Linked DNA regions of Macaca mulatta: region 2 is linked to region 1. Evidence: chromatin contacts called from public Hi-C data. All regions are on one chromosome and are shown on one strand. The core of a region is the stretch at or near the end of the contact, and the rest is flanking DNA. Distances in the headings are between cores, read along the strand shown. Region 1 overlaps MB21D2 (Mab-21 domain containing 2). Region 2 overlaps MB21D2 (Mab-21 domain containing 2).

Region 1 (5,346 bases), core at 262-2,761:
AATAGCCTCATAGGCAAGGTGTATTTTTGGTTTCTCGTGTTTGCTTTGGTCTTTTGATTTGTTCCTCGTGTCTTTCTCTCTGGTTTCTTTCCTCTAAACTGTGACCTTTTCTTATGCCTGTGCTGTTTCCACAGCTTTGAATAGCATGATGACTATTTTGATCTCTGAACAATTAATATCTATAATAAGCAAGGCTGGCGGGCTGGACTCTGGACTATGGGACCAGCCTGTGGCTGGGAGGAGTTGCAGCTGCATGGGCTGAACCACCTCCTTGAGACCTGAAAGAACCAGCATAACCTTCACTCCCTGCGGCTGGGCTTAGGGCTTAGGAGGATTTAGGGTGTTGTAATAGGATTCAGAGAATTAGAGAGGAGTTAAGCTAGTGGGAATCTTTCTGAGATCAGCTCATCCACCCCATCGTTTTACTGATGGAGAAACTTAACCCCTAGTGAACAGTGACTTGCTCAAGGTCAAACAGTGATGGTAGTGATGAGAATGATGAAATTGAGAAACTCTTCCCTCCTGTTTGCTAGGCGATGTTCCAAGTACTTAGAATCATTAATCCATTGAATCCTTACAACAGTCCTGTAAGGAGAGTGCTATTACCCGTCCACACATTATAGGTAAGAAACTAAAGCCGGGAAGTCCCTTTGCTCAAGCTAGTGATAGAGGCTGGATTCAAACATCGGCAGTCTGGCTCCTGCCCTCTTTGCACCTTCACAAAACCGACTGTGCCGGGCTCTGTGTGGTTGCTGGTGTACAAAGGTGGGGTGGTGCCACACGCTGAGCGGAACAGAAGGGAGGGGTAGTGGGCAGGTGGAAGAGATGACGGTTTTGCTGTCCTGGAAACCAGTTGCTGATGTGGTTCTGGTTCCTGGTCCAGAGCCTTTTTCACTCTATCGGTTAGTCTTCCTTGGCAGCTCCCAGGACAAACATTTTTTGATGCTTGTGATTTTGTTTGTTGAAAAGTCCTTGGTATGAAATCTTATCCTAGCTACAGCCTCCTCCTTTTGAAAGTAAGAAGGTGTGTCCCAGCTAACTGATTGATTTAAAGAGGTATAAAGGTCAATGGGGCCCTTGACACTAACTAAATTAGGGCAGCCTTATGAAGATGCAGGCTTTTCCCCACACTCCCCCAGTGGGTTTAATTTCAGATGTAGAACATTTAATTAGGACATAGTTAATGTAGTCTATCATTGTGGGGATAATGGGGGAGCAGATCTATTTTTCAGGGAAAGGCAGATGCCAAATGTATTTTTAGGAAGTTGACCTTGAGGCCACAATTTATAAATTGAGTTGGGTTTTATGTGAACTAAGCGATTGGCCTCTTTAGTGCTGTAAGTGACTCTTACAGTGACTAAAAAGTGACTAATTATTTGTTAATATGAATAACCCTTCCAGCTTTCCTGCTTTCCGAGGGCATATGTTTGTACATTGACTTGTCTTAAAGCATTGAAGCATATTCATAGGATGGTACACAATTGGTTGTTGGGGTGAAATGACTTCTTGAGATGCTGGTGCTCGTGATGCAGAGGATTGGAATTGAAATTCTCAGAGAAGCCTCATTCCCGACATACTTACTCATGGTTTTCTGGCAATAAAGTCTTTTTTTTTTTTTTTTTTTTTTTTTGAGACAGAGTCTCGTTCTGTCGCCCAGGCTGGAGTGCAGTGGCGCAATCTCGGCTCACTGCAAGCTCCGCCTCCCGGGTTCACGCCATTCTCCTGCCTCAGCCTCCTGAGTAGCTGGGACCACAGGCGCCCGCCACCGCGCCCGGCTAATTTTTTGTATTTTTGGTAGAAACGGGGTTTCACTGTGGTCTCGATCTCCTGACCTTGTGATCCGCCCGCCTCGGCCTCCCAAAGTGCTGGGATTACAGGCGTGAGCCACCGCGCCCGGCAATAAAGTCTTAATAGGAATGGAAACATTCATTTCTCCATGGAATAGTGAACCATCTGGACATTGTAGAACCTCATAGGAAACAATTTAAAAATCTCCGTTTCTTGGGGAAGAGGATTGATGGGAAATGATCCACCTAATGTCTCTGTCATCCAAGACCAACCAACCCTGGCTTCATCCTCTGCCATCTCGGGCTCTTCACCTGGGTATTATTGCTGCCTTCTCCATCTGTAGTTCTTTTTCAGTACTGTTTCCTTCCTGCATTCATACATCCATCCTTCATCAATTTCTTCAACAGAGACCTTGGAAACCTTTGTGCAGCAAGTCTTTTTTTTTTTTTTTTTTGAAACTGAGTCTCACTCTGTCGCTCAGGCTGGAGTGCAGTGGTGCAATCTCAGCTCATCACAACCTCTGCCTCCTGGGTTCACGCGATTCTCCTGCCTCAGGCTCCCGAGTAGCTGGGACTACAGGCGGGCGCCACCATGCCTGGCTAATTTTTGTATTTTTAGTAGAGACGGGGTTTCACTATGTTGGCTAGGCTTGTCTTGAACTCCTGAGCTCAAGTGATCCACCCACCTCAGCTTTCGAAAGCTGGGATTATAGGCGTGAGCCACAGCGCCCGGCTGTTCAAACTCCTTAGCCTGTTCTACAAGGCTCTTGGAAACCCAGCTCCAGCCCACATCTCTAGCTTCCTCTCCTGTAACCACTTCAGTTTTACTGCATATTTCTTGTATGCCTGCTATGAGATAGGCACCGTGTGAGGTACTGGCCTTGTATTGTATGTTAAGGTAAAGACACAAACATTCTGAACATGTTGAGAGGTCCTCAATGCTCTTTCTCCTGTTGCGTCTTCGGCCACACACTGAAATCTCAGAAGCTCTTACTCTCATTTCAACCACGTTGACCTTTCAGTTCTTTGAAAATACCACATCCTCCTGCCTACAGAGGCCTTTGATGGAATGCCCCATCTCTCTCATCCCACTTAACTCTTACTGATCCATGAGATCTCAGCTCCATCAAATCTCCACTTCTTGGGGAGGCCTTTCAGGCTAGCCTAGAACAGGTCAAATTTTTCCCTGGCCTTCTAGCATCACAGGTTTCTTAGTTGTACCAGTCAGTTATGAATTTGCAATTATTTGTGCTTAATGTCTGGTATTTTACACTGCCATAGAAACTCAGTGATGGCCTTTTGTGTATCTGTTTCTGTCTTTTTTTTTAAATTGCCTGAAAAGGAGATCAACAAATGTTGCTGGTATTGTTGGCTATTTTACCTTCGTTCTTGAACGTGGGCAATTGGGTGGTACATCATTCATCATGAGGCAGTAAGATGGCTATGAGTGTTCTGAGCTTTAAGTATATACTTTGATGTATTTTGGGAACTTATCTTTCCTTCCTGGTCTCCCACTTCTTTGTAGCATATAATCATGAAATGATAAGACTGACATCTTTTGAAATTGTCTAGTCCAGTTATTCCCAGCCTTTTCTAGATATGAGAATTTCTTTTTTCTCAATTAAGAAAATTATGAGATAGTGATGCACACCTGTAGTCCCAGCTGCTTGGGAGGCTGAGGCAGGAGGATGCTTAAGTTTAGGAGTGTAAGACCAACCTGGGCAATATAGTGAGACCCCATCTCCGGAAAAAAATACATGAGGTTCATGTATTTTTAGTTGTATTTTTGCTATCAGTTTTTTTTTTTTTTTTGAAAAAATAAATAGTTATAAAATGCTACTGTGAATTTAATTATATAAATTAGTTTAAATTTTATCTTAATAGCATCTACATGTACTTAAAATGTAGTAGTATATTTGCATGAGAGATAATACTATAGCACCAATAACTCCATGCCCGTGTGGTCTCTCAGTCAGGAATCAGCTATTAGTATTGGTCCTTTATTTAAAAAAAAATTTTTTTTTATTGGGACAGGGTCTTGCTCTGTCACTCAGGCTGGAGTGCATGATCACAGCTCCTGGGCTCAAGCGCTCCTCCCATCTTCACCTCCCCAGTAGCTGGGACTACATGCCCTCCCAGCTAATTTTTGTATTTTTAGTAGAGATGGGGTTTCACCATGTTGGCCAGGCTGGTCTCGAACTCCTGGGCTCAAGTGATCCTCCCGCCTCGGCCTCCCAAAGTGCTGGGTTTACAGGTGTGAACCAGCACGCTCAGCCTTTGGTTTTTTATTTTATATGCATCATATTTGGAACTGGTTACCTGTGAGCTTATTCCACCCTTGCCCCCATATGTGTTCGATCTGACCAGCATGCTGTTTTTAAAATTTTGGAGCAAATATTTAAAAGCTGGGAGATTGTCTTGAAAAATTGGAAGAACTAGACGTGATTTCCTGTATGGTCATAATCACCCGGACTGAATAGCGGCTGCCTCCTCCAGACGTGCCACGTTTTCTTCAGTTTGTCACAGTCCTCACTAATCTCTATCTTATGGCAAGTTACTGGTAAAATGGGAACTCAAAACCGAGTGACTTTAACCCTAGGTTCATGGGGCCTCCTGTCAGTCTCCACAGAGGCTGTGAGCAGGAGCCCTGGGGTCAGGGGTCCGGAAACCTGGGTGTTTGTCTTCCACTGTTGCTGACTAGTTTGGTGGCCTTGAGCGAGCTATGCAACCGTTCTGTTTGTCGCATAGTTTGTTGCATCAAACTAGTCTCTCTGACTAGTTTGACGACTTTGAACAAGCTATGCGACCTTTGTCACCTGTTACCACATTCTAATAAATACCTCATGGATCCCATGAGATTGTTTAATCTACTGAGGGAAAATTGTTTGCTACAAGTTGCAGAACTTGTTTGTTATTAGTTTCCCTGTTTTCTGTTTGCTTGTCTCTCTTCTCCTCCTTCCATAGAGGAATTTACTTCTTGTTTCACCTTGATGGTTCATTTTAGAAATCCGAGAAGGCAACCATTGGTTTTCCCTCACTTTCTCATCCTGCCATTTCTTCCACAGGTCGTGTCTGGAGGCAGCTCTGCTCCTTTCATCCCATGCTCTTTGCTCCTCCTAGGAGCTCCTCCACAGCCATAAGCAAGCTCCTGCAGTGACACCCGAGACACCCCAAAGCTGGAACTTTTCTCCGAATATCAGAGTTCTAGCTGGATTATTGCCTGTTGAGATACTCAGTGACTAGCCATTGATGGTAATTATTTTGGTGTTGCTAATATCCATGAACTGCTAACAGGATACTGGGCTAGTAGGGGAAGATTTGGTTTCCAGTGGCAATGTCTTTGAGGCAAAATTTGTGGTTCTGTGTTAAGTTTTCATTGTTTGAGATGAACAATACCAGTGCTTTTGTCCTTGTGGATCTGGAAGGGAAGTTGAGCATCAATGCCACAGAAGAAGAAATAAATATGAAGGAAAGCTGGGTGTGGTGGCATGCACCTGTTGTTCCAGCTTCTTTGAGGCTGAGGTGGGTGGATCACTTGTAGCCCAGAGGTCGAAGTTGC
Region 2 (4,919 bases), core at 1,226-3,725, 68 kb after region 1:
TTATAAGGCTACCAGTCAGATTGAATTAGGACGCACTCTAACAGCCTCATTTTAATTTAATCACTTCTTTAAAGGCTGTATTTCCAAATACAGTAACATTCTGAGGTTAGTGGGGGTTAGGGCTTCCACATAAGGATTTGTGAGTCTACAACTTAGCCCATAACAAGTGCCCAGGTTGCTTTTGTGTGTCAGAGTTCTGTGTGAAGCAATGGCTTGGGGTGGGTGCCAGGCACTCTTGGGTTTCTGTAGCAGAAGTAAAATAGAGTGAACTCCCTAAAGACATTTGATCCATTTTCTGCTTTTTCAGAAACACGCTCTGAGATTATCTCTGTGTTAGGGAGTCACCGAATGCTACCTTCAAGGAATGCCCTCTATTTAATATTAAAGGAAGCTGAGGTCCAGGTAGGGATAGAGCTATGTCTATAATTAGATCTCTTGATATATAACCCAGTTCCATCCACTCAGAAACAAACCAGAGCATATAACCATATTCTCTGACCTCACTATTGCCTCACTCCAACACCTCAGAGACACCCAGCTTAGGAGTGGTGGGACTTTTTTTTCAACTCCGGAGAGGGAGGATATAATGGTGCTTTACTGGGAATGTGCTAAGAACATTCTGAAAATAGTGGCATCCTGTAATCAAAAGCTTTTTGTCTGAGGGAAGGCTTTTTTTTTTTTTCCTCCAATCCTTTCTTCTTCTTGATCTTCCAAAGGAGGTCAGGTTTTTCTCCATGAGTTCTAGGATCAAGGCTAGTAAATCTGTAAGTTGGCAGAGTTTTGTTATATTTAACCAGAGGTAGAACAGAGACAATAGTAGAAGTGATTCATCTGATTTTTTTAGTTTAATTCCAGAGTTAAGACTGAAAATGATTCTTAATGTCTTAATAAATAGTTTTAGACCAACAGACAGTTAAAATGTTTTAAGAAATTAGATCAAATTGTTATCATTTTTTTCTGGAATCTATAAGTGACTTGGGAATCAGAGCTTAGCATTTTTCTGAATTAAGTGGAATAAAATTTGCAAATGTGGTTGTATGTTTTTAAGATTTTTTTTTTTTTTTTTTAAAGACACTTTCTAAAGATCCATGGGCGAATAAAATGTGACTAATTGGCCGGGCACAGTGGCTCACACCTGTCATCCCAGCACTTTGGGAGGCCAGTGCAAGCTGATCATGAGGTCAAGAGATTGAGACCAGCCTGACCAACATGGTGAAACCCTGTCTCTACTAAAAATACAAAAATTAGCTGGGCATGGTGGCGTGCGCCTGTAGTCCCAGCTACTCAGGAGGCTGAGGCAGGAGAATCGCTTGAACCTGGGAGGTGGAGGTTGCAGTGAGCTGAGATTGCGCCACTGCACTCCAGCCTGGCGTCAGAGCAAGACTCTGTCTCAAAAAAAAAAAAAAAAAAAAAAAAATGAACAGTCCTCTCAAACATCTGTACCTCTGATAGAAAGAAATTGTCTGCACAATCCAAGGAACATTTCAGTGTATCCCAGAAAGAAATTTCACCAGCATTGTATTATTGTTCTGAGTTTGTCTTGCTCTCACAGTAGAACAGCTGGCATTTCCTTGTTGTGTTTGGCTTCCTTGTTTTTGTTCCTCGGCTGAGATGTGAAGGACTTGGGAGAAACCTTGGGAAGGTCAGAAAAGTAGTGACAGAAGACACAAAAAGTAGTGGCCCCACAGGAGAAACAGCATGTGCAAAGAGGAGGCATAATGGAAAAGCAGTGGAATGGGGATGAGAAAATCTGGATTTTTGTCTTCTTTTTTTTTTTTTTTGATGTAACTGGGGAAAATTACTTCCTCCGTCTTCATGTCCTTATTTGCATCATAACTGGATTTGTTTGTTTGTTTGTTTTTTGTTTTTTGAGATGGAGTCTCGCTTTGTTGTCTGGGCTGGAGTGCAATGGCACAATCTTGGCTCACTGCAACTTCCACCTCTTGGGTTCAAGCGATTCTCCTGCATCAGCCTCCCGAGTAGCTGGGACTACAGGCTGAGCCACCATGCCCGGCCTCATAACTGGATTTGAGTCAGAGAATCTGAGGGACCTCAGTGTCGCTGAACTCGATTCATTCATTCACACCAATTGGCCAAGTACCTGCCATGTACCATGTGCCTGCAGTGTGATTGATCCTGCAATTCAAAGATGAATGAACTGAGATCATTGACCTCAAGCTGCTTGGTTCAGTAGCAGAGACAGACATATGAGACAACCATTTGTGATGCCATGTTGTGAGTGTCATGGGAATACAGATAAGGATGGGATTAGCCTTGATGGAAAGAGAGGGAAGTCTGCAGGACTCAACAGAGGAAAAGATCTTTCCCTAGAAGAAGAAGGTGAAGTTAGCCTGGGCAGCCAGGCTGGTATGAGAAGAATCATAGAGATTGAGAAACTCCATTGGAACAACAGTGAGTAACACTACCACATGATCTAAAGTATTGACAACTTAGTCGTGTGCTTTTGAGACACTACGTGCCCCCAGAGCTCTAGGGTTGATCTGCGGGTTGATATGGAAACCCTTGCCTCATGCCTCCTTGCTCTGTAAGGCTGGAAAAGCATCAAATCTATTTTTGTGCTCTGACTTTCCTTGCCCATCTGTCAGAAAATGCCCTTTTCACAGCAGGGTTCTAGTGACTTAATTATTGTTTGTGAAATATTTAGAAGTTTAGGTCAAGGATGAATTTCTGTTGCGAAACTGAAGGCACACAAGTGAGATGTTTAAAAACGAAGTGGAAGTTTTTTGTTTTTGTTTTGTTTTTGCAGAAAAATGATTTTTAATGGCTTGAAGGTGCTGCCATAGTTGCGTCAGATTGTCAGAAAATTATGTTGTACGTCGGAGGAAAAAAAGAAGAGCCTTTTGAGGAGCTGCTCTAAAATTATTTTTTGTTTAGTCTCTTAACTCTTTGGCTTGAATGAGTCATTGACTTTCCTTGCCAAGATAGGGTTAGCATTTGTTTTGTGTTTTAAAAGCAGGCCAAGGGATTGCCATGAGGGGAGACAACCCAAGCAACTGGAAGAAGAATTGCTAGAAATTGTGGTACAGTTGTTTAGTCTGAATGTGATTAGAAACAACAACAAAAATTACCTAACATTATTGATTTTAAAATTTGTTTTCTGCTTTCTTCTAAAAAAAAAAAAAAGGTCTAAAGAAAAAAGATTTGACTGTAATGTGTCCATTAAAATACAGGGCAAAGCTAAAGTCTCACAGGAAGGTTTATGTAGCAGGACATGTTTTATTTGACATAGGTAGATAGCTATTGTTTGAGCGCATACATTTTAGATAAAAGATTCCTGGCAGTCTATGCAAAAAAGGAAAAAATGGTTGCCTAGCAACTTTTATTGATTGATTTAAAAGAGACAGGTCTGTCAGTAGAGGTACTCTTTTTTTTTTCTTTTGCTTTTCCAGATGGAGTTTCATTCTTTTGCCCAGGCTGGAGTGCAGTGGCTCGATCTCTCGGCTCACTGCAACCTCCGCCTCCTGGGTCCAAGTGATTCTCCTGCCTCAGCCTCCCGAGTAGCTGAGACTACAGGCGCATGCCACCACGTCCAGCTAATTTTCTATTTTTAGTAGAGACAGGGTTTCACCATGTTGCCCAGGCCGGTCTCAATCTCTTGACCTCGTGATCTGCCTGCCTCGGCCTCCCAAAGTGCTGGGATTACAGGCGTGACCCACCGCACCTGACCAGACATACTCTTTCATATCTTTATTATGCAGATTTGTGAATATTATAAACATTGAATAGTATAATTTGCCATCACTTAAGTTTTCCAGCTGATGATAAACTTTACTTGGTAAGACAAGTTTTTTGCATTGGCCTTCAGTAAAATCTTTCACTTAGTTGAAAACATTTTTATATGGGGAGGGGATGTAACTAAGGCAATCTAAGTTTGTGATTTTCTATTACAATTTGATCCAAGAAAAAATATCAGTAAGTGTGTCAATATTATCTTGTTTAGATCAGTGTTTTAAAACTTGTATGTTCGTAAGAACTGCCTGGGGCCCTTGTTAAAATACAGATTCCAATGCCAGCTGCAGATTTACTGAATCAAAGTCTCTAGGCAAGGGGCCTGGGTGTATATTTAACAAAGGCACCAAGTGATTTCTTATGCTCAAACAGGTTTAAGGAACACTGCTGTAGATGGTTTTCCTTGACTATTTTTTTCCTCTCAGCTGGGCTTTGTAGCAGTCATTTTGAGTATAAATTGTGATAGGAGCCTGAGGCAATAGCATTAAAAGTGAGTTGGCAAAGCCCAGCAGAGCCAGTTTAATTAGCTACTTTGGATAACTGTAATGGCATTTCCCCTTCTCAAGCTGTGGCGCTTCAGGATGCTGCCCAGCAAGTTCCTTCCAGGTGTCTTGCATCTGTTATTCCATTGATCCTTACACCATCTCCGTGTGGTGGGCAGAACAAGTAAAATAATTGTATTTCATTGATTTTTTTTTAAGATGCTCCCCTTTCTCACAATTGTACATCCCTAATAATAGTATGCATCTTAGAATTGATTGTCTAAATATGAATATTTTTCGCTATTCTAGTGATTTGTAAAGTAACGGTGCATCTTACATTCAAAAGTGTTGAAGATTTGACGAACTGCCATGGCTCCTCTCACAGATGAGTCATCTGAGATACTAAGAAGGTGATGTGACTATGGAAAATTGCTACTAGTTGAGAAAACTCAGCCTCAGATCCATCTTTCTGTTCCTGTACTAGTTTTCTGCTGCTGAGTAATCAATTATTCCAAAACTTAGTGGCTTAAAACAACATTAAGCATTTGTGATCTCACACAGTTTCTTGGAGTCAGGCATCTAGGAGTGGTGTAGTTGAGTAGTTCTGGTTTGTGGTCTCTTATGAGGTTGCAGGGCTGCAGTCATCTAAAATTTGACTGGGGCTAGAGTTTCCGCCGGACTCACATG

Evidence for each region. Hi-C and Micro-C count contacts between places; a contact is called where the count stands out from the background.
Region 2: a contact with region 1 is called in a Hi-C map of fibroblasts, with 2.1 times the contacts expected there. The contact joins two enhancer-like sites. A contact is called at or near these places in 4 of 14 Hi-C or Micro-C datasets (fetal cortex germinal zone, fetal cortical plate, fibroblasts and 1 more).

Annotation. Positions count from the first base shown.
Region 1 is chr2:5,856,975-5,862,320 of T2T-MMU8v2.0, forward strand. The region is part of intron 1 of MB21D2 (Mab-21 domain containing 2); the gene reads left to right. Among named protein-coding and RNA genes, the nearest start is that of MB21D2, 17 kb to the left of the region's middle. Within about 2 kb of position 1,512, at least 2 of the 40 cell types and tissues checked have an H3K27ac peak or open chromatin away from gene starts, as enhancers often do.
Region 2 is chr2:5,923,531-5,928,449 of T2T-MMU8v2.0, forward strand. The region is part of intron 1 of MB21D2 (Mab-21 domain containing 2); the gene reads left to right. Among named protein-coding and RNA genes, the nearest start is that of MB21D2, 84 kb to the left of the region's middle. Within about 2 kb of position 2,476, at least 4 of the 40 cell types and tissues checked have an H3K27ac peak or open chromatin away from gene starts, as enhancers often do.